Regions from separate parts of the Gossypium hirsutum genome. Here region 2 is linked to region 1. Evidence: chromatin contacts called from public Hi-C data. All regions are on one chromosome and are shown on one strand. Each heading gives the region's core, a stretch centred on a gene start, on an enhancer-like site or on the middle of the called end of the contact. The rest is flanking DNA. Distances are from core to core; before and after follow the strand shown. Region 1 holds the start of LOC107943265 (septum-promoting GTP-binding protein 1). Region 2 holds the start of LOC107893860 (glutamate receptor 3.7).

Region 1 (5,124 bases), core at 2,497-4,996:
TAGATAGAATAAAAACCGCAGAAACATAAAGAAAAATAAAACTGAAATATGCCTATATTGAGACCAAAAAATAAAGAAATGAAATGAACTTTCTCAATTTTACTTTTGCCCAATGCCCACATTTTCTTTGCAACCAAACAAAAAAGAAATTGACCTGATAATCGTCTCCAAATTCTTTCATAAAAGCGGCCTTAATAGCTTCAGCGGAAGCTCTATGACCCCCACCAGTATCACTAATCAAAATCAAAACTTTTTTGAGGTCTCAACTTCGACTCCATTTAAAGGCAAACCTTCAACCTCCAAAACACCGCCACCGTCATCCCTCACTCCATTGCTATCCTAGGAATCGAACCGAATCGAAGCAAACCCGATCGGGATTATTTCACAATGAAACTTAATCTCTCTATTGAACTCGTTCATGATCCTCCCAACGCTCGAAGAAATGCCGTTTCGAGCACCCAAACTGAGTGAAGCAGCAGCTGTAACTCTACGCCTTTTATGAGCAATCAAGCCTCTGAACCCCGAGAAATACACGTAATTTGGCTTGAATGAAGAAAACCCATCAAAATTCGAGCTGAAAAGCCGTTGTTGAATGCTAAGTGACCCATTTTACCCTTAAAAGTTTCATCTTTATTTTAATGTTTGGTTGATGAGAAAATGTAAAAAAATTTGATAAAATTTGTTTGACGAAAAAAAAAAAGACTAAATTAAATAGAAATATACATGAGAAGTTATGATTGGCTGATTTTTTTTCAAACAGGATTACAATCGGATAAAATAGGTAATGACTTAATAGTTTAAGTAGGCAAAAAAAAAATTATTAATTTAAAAAGATTAGTATAATTTAGATACCATTTTATTGTTAAGCCAAAATTATATATTAAAGTAAATCAAGCTAATCGGTTCAGTCAAGGATTTCATTTTAACAGATAAGCAACTTAACCATTTTAATCAAACACTAACCTGATTTAGCCAAAATAACCTATTTGACCAAAAATCGATAAAATTGAATGTGTTGATTTTGTTGATTTGCACCAAGTTTTGGTCACTGCTAATCGACTTACTGTATGAATTTATTATTAATTTTTTAATATTTATAATTAAATTCATATAAAATAAAAATATTAATTATAAAAAGAAAATAAAATAAATTTTTTTTATCCAAACCCGAGCAAGCCAAGCTGGTGACCTGGCCTAAAAACTTGAAGAGTATTGCCATGATTCTTTTTCATGTTTAATCCTCTCTTTTAATCTGATCTTCTACTTTCTTCCAAGGCCTTTTTTGTTTAGAAATGCCAATTGTGGTCACTATACGTTTCGTGTAGGGTCTTTTTTGGGCTACAATTGTTGAACAACTCAAATGCTATTCATTGCTTAAATATGGGCTTTTCTCCCCACAGTGAAACAACTCGAATCATCACCAAACATAAAAATCTGGTGACCGGTTGGCTTAGGATCAATCTCTTTGGAAACTTTCTCTATATATCTACATTACAACAACAGGAAGTTTTAGAAATCAATGATGGGTTCTCCTATGTTAAGATTGCGTTCCACTGTCCAAGGCAGGTCAAAGAGTTTGGCTGTGATGAACTTGAAAATCTTGTTCACATTGATGTTGTATGTAGCACTTGAAAAGAACAACGTCGCATTCAGAGCCTTGGCATATGCTCTTGCCTGTCATTGCCGTATAAATAAGAACCCAGTTAAGAAAATATTCTTAAGAGACAATAACGAACTTTATTGAGCATTGCAATCAGGACAACAAATCAAGGGTATAAACATATTCCAACTACAACTAAGAGAAAGACTCATTTAAGACTCATTTCATATGTAGGGATTGTTGGTGTGCTTGAAATCTATGTTATTCACCCCTAAAGTACTCGTATTACATATGGATATGATTATGAGGTATGATACTTCAAGGTAAAAGTATCATGGAAGCCCGTGTAGTAGGAGACAGATTATCCCTTTACTCAAAAAATGAGTAAATCAATCTCTATACATTTAAATCAAAGAGAAATTTGATCCTTTCAGTTCAAATTTTCATCATTTATACTGTTAAAAACTGATATAGCTTACCGAATAACCAGACAATTGCACATGGCATGCCACATGTACCTCATGTTAAGATACAAAGACCAGTTTTTAACCATAGAAATGAATGAAACTTTTAAATAGAGGACCAATTTGTTCTTTAATCTTATGTACAAGGACTAATTTGCTCATTTTTTTTTAGTAGAGGGGCCAAGTTCAATCCGAATCCTAATACGAGGGCCTCCATGGTACTTATACCAGTATGCTGAATATCTTAACACTTGCAATCAAATTAATCAAATTTAGATGACAGGATTTGGTGAAGGGTGAGAGACAACAATCTCCATAAAAATGGGGTGTTTTCTTCCCTTGATTTACTTCATTTGTTCTCCAATTTTAATTATAAAACATTGATTTTGTTGTTTGAAAATTGTCCAAAGCAAGTGGAATATGTTTTTGGACATTTTGGCTAATGATTCAAAGGTTCAACAAGAACTGTGTAAAAGTTTACCTGACTAGCAATTGTCCACTGCAGATCTATCGGAAGTTGAATGAAATCATCGAATTTGGTTCCTATCATAATCAGTATTGCTGTCTGCACAATCGAAGTTTTTCATAAGAATGAGACATTTCGTCAAACATATAGTGACAAATCTTTAAACCTGGAACAGAAGCAATGAAAGTGAATACCTGATTCCATTTCCTGGCTTCTTGATACCAGCTTATGACACTGCAACAACAGAAAAAAGACCCCCATTTGAATTAGAATATTACCCAAATTTTGAAGTGGCAGGGGCAGACATTAAGCAATATTACAATAATTCATTCTCATTGTCGACTGAAATAGAGATATAGGAATGGATAATATGAGTACACACTTGTTTAAAGTACACCTGCTTGTTAGATCAAACATGAAAAGGATTGCTACAGAGTCTTTGCAAGCCAGGGGAAGATGATCCTGAAATTTCTCAACCCCTGTTTTTCAATCGGAAAAGAAAATGAATAGATTGTTGGTGCCATAAAAGCAAAAGTAAAAGGGAAAGCATGAAATTTTTTGAAAGAAAAGAAATGGATTACCATCAACTTCCCAGATGCTGTAATAAATTCTTGCTCCACTCACAAAAAATGTTTTATCCATCAAATTCAACCCTTTCTCTTGACTGTCTTCTTGTTCATCATCATTCTCATCTCCAATGTATTTCATCTTCAAAAACCACGGCAAAATATGCATTTGAATAGGGTATTCAATTAAATTCTTTAAGTAAAAATAGATTAAGGTAATGGGGCTAACCAGAAAACTAGTTTTTCCAATTTGAGAATCACCCAAGAGACTGATCTTCAATGGAACCAAATCCGAGTCCTTATGGTCATGACGGCCATGGTGACAAACAGGAGGAGGATGTACGGAGGCGGAAGGCGGTGGATGCACGGAGGAGGAGGTGGAGGATAACATTCGATACCGAGTCTTAATGGGCTTCCCTAGGGAGCACATGAGGAAGCGGTCCCAAAAGCAATGAATGCAGCGTCGCAAAATCAAAACGCGACGCTGAAATCTGCGTCTAAGGTTGAGTTTAACCATTTTGGGGCAAAATTGGGTCATGATGATGATGAGATGATAATGATCTGGCTTCAAACGGAAACAAATAAATTTGTGTCGATGAAAAACAATAAAAGAAAAAAAGAAGGCTGGCAGGATATATCTTTTTTAAAATTATATTGTATATTTTTGGGACGTGAGCCTTTAAATTTCAGTTACGACGAGACTTTTTAGCTACGAAAACGACTAGTTTAACGGGACAGTTGACCGTGTTGTGGACAATAATTTCGGTTCTAGTCCAAATTGCCGGCTAGGGTTATTTCGGTAACTTTCTTTTATTATTTTATGCAGAAACACCCTACAACCTTCATCCTCTTTCAAATTTTGAAATCTTAAGTTTATTTTTAAATAAATACATACCTAAAAAAGATACAATTTTGGAGCTTTCACTTTTCACGTTTTTGTCATAATAACTTTCCTTTTGTAATATCCCAAATTAGGGCCTAATCGGAATAGTAGTTTCGTGACCATAAATTCGAGATAGAAATAATTATTTTATGATTATTTTAAGGTCTATGATATGATTGCATGATTGTGTGAAAATTTCGTGAAGAAATTCTATGCATAAAGTGCTTAATTTGAAGTTAGGGACTAAATTAAATAAGTTGTAAAACTTGCATTCTAGAAGTTTCTAGTATGAAATTGCTTTGAAATATTAATTAGGAGGTCTTAAATAGCAATTTGACCAATTTCAAAGTTTATGGACAAATATTGGACATGAATGGAATTTTTGGAAAGTTTAGTAGTAAGGGCATTTTGGTCATTTAAGGGTAAAATGAATTAAAATACAAAATTAAAAGCCAATTTTGCTCATCTTCTTCACCATGGACGTGTATACCAAGGGAGACTCCATGGCTAGGGTTTCCAAGCTTCCAAGCTCGATTGTAAGTCCATTCTAGCCTCGTTTTTAATGATTTTTACGTTTTTGGAGTCCCGGGAACTTGATTTAGCTTATGCTAGCAATAATTCAACCTAGGGTTCATATTTGGAAAAATAACCATAGGTGAAATTTGTGTATTTTGGTGTTTTATGATAGAATATGAGGTTTTAAATTATGTTAGACAACTTGTGCTACTCGGTTTTAAGTGAAAACGAGCAAAAGGGCTTAATCGGTAAAAATACCTAATAGTCATAAGTACATGTTAGAGTGAGAATTTGATGTTGCCATAGAAGGGAAAAATGATCAGCATGTCATAAAACATAAGAAAATAGGATGAAGTTTAATTTTCGAACCTTGGGGAAAAAGTGAAAATATGCAAAAGTTTAGGGGTCAAAATGAAAATTTTTAAAAATATGATTTTTGGACCCGTATGAATAGTGTGACTAATTATTAGGCTAATTGTGATATTATAGATGAAGGAAATCGAGATTCGGGCTTAAATCGGGAAAATACAATGTTATGGACTAAAATGGTAAGTTACTGTTTCTGGATCGAGGTAAGTTCGTATGATAATAATAATGCAATGTTATGTTTGAATTATATTTCTTACTAT
Region 2 (5,479 bases), core at 2,980-5,479, 370 kb after region 1:
TGTACGTAGAAGAGAAGTACATACAAATCCCCATCCACTCTTTGTAAATGGTTGACCAATAATTCCGAAATCGGTTCGCTTTGACAGAAATAATTCAACATAAGAAAGCTCGTCAACAATGGCTGCTACCCCTCCATTATCTGGCCCTAGTCGTAGAGCAGTTTCGTACTCTTCCGGGGAGTGTAGTTTAACAAGCCGTGACCGTTGGATGTTAAGGTTATCAGATAAGTAACCATATGCAAATGAACCAACCTGGTAACCAATCGGCCAACTGTTACCAATCAAGCTTTCAACTCCAGTAATAGGGGACGAAAGTTGCTGAACCGTAAGGATTGAAGTCAAGTTTGCAGTATAACTAGATGTTATCACCATCAATAGGAAAAGCCATACCACCATTACCAATCGCCCCAGTGTGCTTACGGTTACTTCCTCTGCATCATTAAAATGAATATTGTTACATCGAAGATCAACATGGATCATAAAAAATTTTAGAAACTTGATAGAAACGTCAATCCCATTTTTTTCTGACAATTTTTTATTGAAAAAGAAAAAAGATAATGTGTCTGGATCCAACCAATTAGCCTGATCAGTGATCCGTGAAACCAAAGAGGCTCAATGTAGGTACAACCGCGTAGAGTTACTGAGATAGGTTAATATCAGATAAAGATAATACAGCCCAGATTGAACTGGAACTGCAATTCACGGTTTGTAAATTTCATAAGACCTAAAGAGGGAACATGTTTGGACTTTGATGAAAATATCAGCAATCGAGGACATCAAAAGTAGCCTAAGGCTAACATCACATCTACCAAATGGTTGAAGCTTAAACAATGAAAAAAATTTCTCAAATGAAATAAGCTAGTGAGCCAATGTTTCTTTACGGTTTGTCTTAAACAGCGTTGAGAAGCTGAACCTGCAATAGTAAATGAAATGAAGATATTAGAATTAGGCAGGCATGGGCTTGTTGAGTGCCCAAAGTGAGAAGATATTAGCTATAAATCTCTGAAACATTGCAATAACTTACATAAACATCGTCACAAGTTGCCTCCTAGGAGGACCACGAAAAGCATCGTTGACTCGATGCTCAAGAATCCAAATAACAAAAGCAATTATGAAAAAACCACCTGCAGTCATACACCACATGTCTGCCGTAAAAGGTTTTAGAAATACCCAAGCACTTGATTTTGTATTGTGAATTGGAGCTACTATGACGAGACCGGTAGTTATATAAGGCTGAGAAAAATCCACAACTTTTGTCCGGTTTTTCACAATTGCAATGTCCCCAACAGCTGCATCAAACACCTGGTACCACAATTTTACAAATTGATTACGATGTACAAGCTCTATCTATAAACAAACATACCTCTGCACAGTGCAAGACCTTTAGATTTGTGTGGAACCATGCTATTTATCACTTATTGGACTAAGGTTTAACCATGCAACTGATTAGTTGTCCCTCGTCTTTTGTCATAAAAGAAACATCTAGAGCACGTGATATAAAAAAAAAAAAAAGAAGAGATATTTGGCCCTATGGATTTATGACATTTTGGTGTGAAGGAATTAGGTAAATCAAGGTCATACTTACATCATCTGCAACCCTCTGTACAAGCTGGCCGTAATTAGGATTGGACTGACCATCCCCAAAAAGCTCAAATTTGTAAGGAACATTATACGGGACAAATTTCAGTGCTTCAGTGAACACATCGATACAGTATCCTGCAATTTTATGGCTACCATTCAGTTTTGTAACAAAATCAACGAAACTGGCTCTATAGGGCACTCCAATTCTCAACGGACGTTCATCATCTGCAATCACCCAGCCGCGAGGTGCTTTGGTCTTTCCACCAGGCCAAGCAACTTTGCCAAGCTTCTGTTCTATCTCAGAATGCCTATTTTTTGTCCCTTGAAGGGTTTCTGGGGGAGAAACTGAGAAACCAAAGGTGTTAGACCAGAAACCAACGATATGAACAGCCATCTTGTCAATATTAATGACATCATAACCAGAAGTTCCAATGTTTCGATCTGAATTAAAACGAACGGGACCGGTTAAACCAGAGAAGCTTGTGTTCAATATATCATCGAGTAGTATAGCACCACCATCGAAAACTTTAAGCTTCCCCAAATGCATTTGAGTTGTTTTTGAATCATTTAGCTTAACACTTAATGAAAATGTGAAATTGTTGCCATCATCTATGAACTTGTCGATTGAGCGTGCAACTGTCCAAACCGTGTCATAAGCACAAAGGCCATAGGTATTCAACTCTGATTTTACCAACCCTTGCTGCTGCATCTTTTTCCATCGAGATAAAAAATCCTTCGTTTGGTTCGACTCTGGAATATGTTGGCGAAGTCCAACTACCCCTTGAAGCACACTAAGAGCAGTTCTATTCATGGGAGCAAATGAATCTATGGTAGCAGAAAGCCAATCTGTTGCAAACCACACATAGTTGCTGCTCATCATCTGAAGCTTTTCAGCAGTGGCAAAAATTCTTAATCCAGGGTCTGGGTCAACATGAACAATATAAACACGAGGACCTAGCAATCTAGATTGATTGAGAACAGCTACGATGTCATGTTGTGTAAAACGTACAGGCAAGGGCAATTTATAGAAAGCTTTTGCCATTCTCCTATTGAGTTCATCATTTAGGGCAGATATCCCATTCCTCCCATAATCATTATCCACATAGATAGCAATGACCTCTTTCCATCCATAAAAATCAACTAAAGAAGCCATAGCATTCATTTGGTAGGAATCGCTCTGCACAGTTCGGACAAAGAATGGAAATTGCTTAGCGGAGACACTTGGATCGGTGGCGGCATACGAAACAAGAGGAACTTGAAGACCATTGGCAATTTCAGAAATCATATGAGCAATTGAAGATGACTGTGGACCAATAAAAGCCACAACCTCTCGTTCAATTACTTGATAAGCTGACAAAAAAACAAAGATTCAATCTGTTTTAGAACAACTTTAGTTTTTGTTTAATATTCTTAGCAGTAAAATTTTTGAAGGAATATCATGACTCAAAGGGACGTTTTGCCAGATATGGAAATCACACCACATAGAAAGCATAAGATCAAGAGAGATATGGCATCTATCTGAGCTCACTGAAGGATTAAAAAGCTTAGCAATTTCATTATGATCAAGCTAGAATATAATCGAAGGAAAGCTAGAAACAAATTCATGTTAACCTAGAACAGAGAGCATAAGGAGGAAGATATACAGTAAAACTGAATTAGACATCATAACTTTTCCCACCATCCAAAATATTCACTAAAATTGTGATTACAAAAAAAAAAAAAAAACTGCTAAAATTAACCGTGTATTATAACAGTTTTAAGAAGCAAAAAAGGAAGAATGAAGGAACAGAATTCAAGTTACCTTCAATAGAACCCAAGAAGGCATTGCAATTAGCATCAGCCTCAATCAAATTAAGACGGGTTTCATTCAGAATAGTGGGAGTAGCATTGATATCAGAGATTGCAGCTTCCATTGCTGCCTTTGCAACTCTACCAATAACAGAATCAAAAGTGAAAACAGCACCAACATTTACAACACCAGGCTTCTGACAACTCACAAGACAATTAAGGGACACCCATATCATCAAACAAAAAAACCAAGAAAACCCAAGATTTTTCATTGTTGAAAGCTATCAGAACCAACAACTTGAATGAAAATGAGCCTCTCTCCCCCTTTTTTTGCCCTTAATCTGTTTAAAGAGTTAGCCTTTGTCTACAGTCAGGAATTCATGGGGTTAAGAAATCTTAATAACAGAAAGCCAAGCATGATTTTTTTACTAATACCTAGATTATAAAATCAATAAGAAAACTCAACCTCAACCTGAAAAATAAAATTTAAACTTAAATAATAATTAAGAAAAAAAACTTGGGAGTCTGGAAGGGAAGAGTCAAGAGCGTTAAAGCTACCATACTATTTGCCTACACCTATTAGCTAAAATGGTACTAAAGTTCATGGCTGCAAAGTAGTAAATTGGAAGTAAGAAAAATGTGATTTAGACATGGAATTTGGAACTTGTGGAAGTCATGTTTAAAACAAACAGTGAAGTAGGGCATCTGGTAATTGAACTTCTTAGAGGCATATCGAGCAAAACAGAATACTATACTTTTCTTTGAATAATTGATAGACAATAAATTCAATGAATGAACTGCTAATTTTATTTGGCTCAGAAAAAGAAATTAAGACTTTATTTAGGAAAGAGATAGATTTATCATTTATTACTACTACTTGCATTGCATGCACTAGTGTACATTATTTTTTAATGAAAGAATAAGAAAGTTTCGTTTCTACGTGCACAAAGGTGCGTGATTCACACGCTTGGAATCATAGAATCTTATTCTAATTTTTTTTTGTTTTAATTTTTCATAAATAATTTTTTAAATCCCACCTATCAGCTTAAAAAATATTTTGCTCTAACTACTAAAAGTATTTTTTTTAAATGAGGATCCAATTGAAAAGGGTAAGTATAATTATTCTTTTCGCTTTATTTTGATGAACTAATTATTAATTTTTTTATTTAATAATTTAATTTTATAAAATTAAATTTTTTAATTACTTTCTTTACAAGTCAAAAAATTGATATAAAATTTCATATTATCCATATAATAAATTTATTAAAATAACAACAATAAATTCTATCAAGTTTCACTCTCCACAATACGCACACATCTTCAATTCACCCTCACCGACCACTGGCGCCACCGGCGGTCTCCTTTCTACTTATTCTTTCACTTCCTCTATTTTTTTTTTCTCTCCTCTTCTTTTCTTTCCTTTTTTCTTTTTTCAAAAAACCCTAGTTGTTGTCCACTATTGCGTTGTCAGAGCTGCCAATTGTTGCTACTTCTTGGATGGTTGCACCATTGTTCAGGTCGTCTTTTCCCACCACTAACATTTCTAGGCCTCCTTTTCCTCCCCTTGTCAGCATGTGAGATGGCCAAGAGATGAACCCAAACCACCTAAACCGAACCAAGCCAAATTGAGTTCTTGTTTCTTTTTTGTTGTTGTTGTTGATGATGTTTATTATTATTATTTTATCTTGATGGTTCATGGTTTATTGAGTGTTTTTATGAGCATCGAGTATTAGGGGTGTTGTGGATATTGAGATTTCAAAGTATTTTGGAGTTGATTTTGAGTCAGGTGAGAGGTTAGAAAGGTAGATGATGAATGATGGGTGAGGGTTGTTGCATGGTGGCAATAGTGCATAGGAGTTGAGGGAAAATGCATAGATAAGATTTCTATTTTAAAATTTAATAAAATCATGTAAATTCTAGCCATTACAAACTCTATCCATCCATTCTTATTCACATTATTCAATACACTTTCATATACCTTGTTTATTTGGTAATGGATTTTTTTTCAAATAAATGAATAATTTCATTTTATATTTGTTTATAAAAACAGAATTAATAGATAAGATTTTATTTTACATTTAATAAAATTGTGTAGCATATTGTACCTATT

What was found. Hi-C and Micro-C count contacts between places; a contact is called where the count stands out from the background.
Region 2: a Hi-C map of leaf shows a contact between it and region 1, with 1.9 times the contacts expected there. The contact joins the promoter of LOC107893860 here to the promoter of LOC107943265 in region 1. A contact is called at or near these places in 4 of 34 Hi-C or Micro-C datasets (all in leaf).

What each region holds. Positions count from the first base shown.
Region 1 is chrA13:54,854,423-54,859,546 of Gossypium_hirsutum_v2.1, forward strand. It overlaps LOC107943265 (septum-promoting GTP-binding protein 1), which reads right to left and starts at 3,747. Exons shown (of 6, transcript XM_016877013.2): 1 at 3,326-3,747; 2 at 3,112-3,238; 3 at 2,928-3,009; 4 at 2,725-2,764; 5 at 2,546-2,629; 6 at 1,348-1,674. The coding sequence starts at 3,634. The coding sequence ends at 1,510.
Region 2 is chrA13:55,219,302-55,224,780 of Gossypium_hirsutum_v2.1, forward strand. It overlaps LOC107893860 (glutamate receptor 3.7), which reads right to left and starts at 4,230. Exons shown (of 6, transcript XM_016818998.2): 1 at 3,383-4,230; 2 at 1,586-2,931; 3 at 1,025-1,302; 4 at 882-913; 5 at 25-431. The coding sequence starts at 3,641.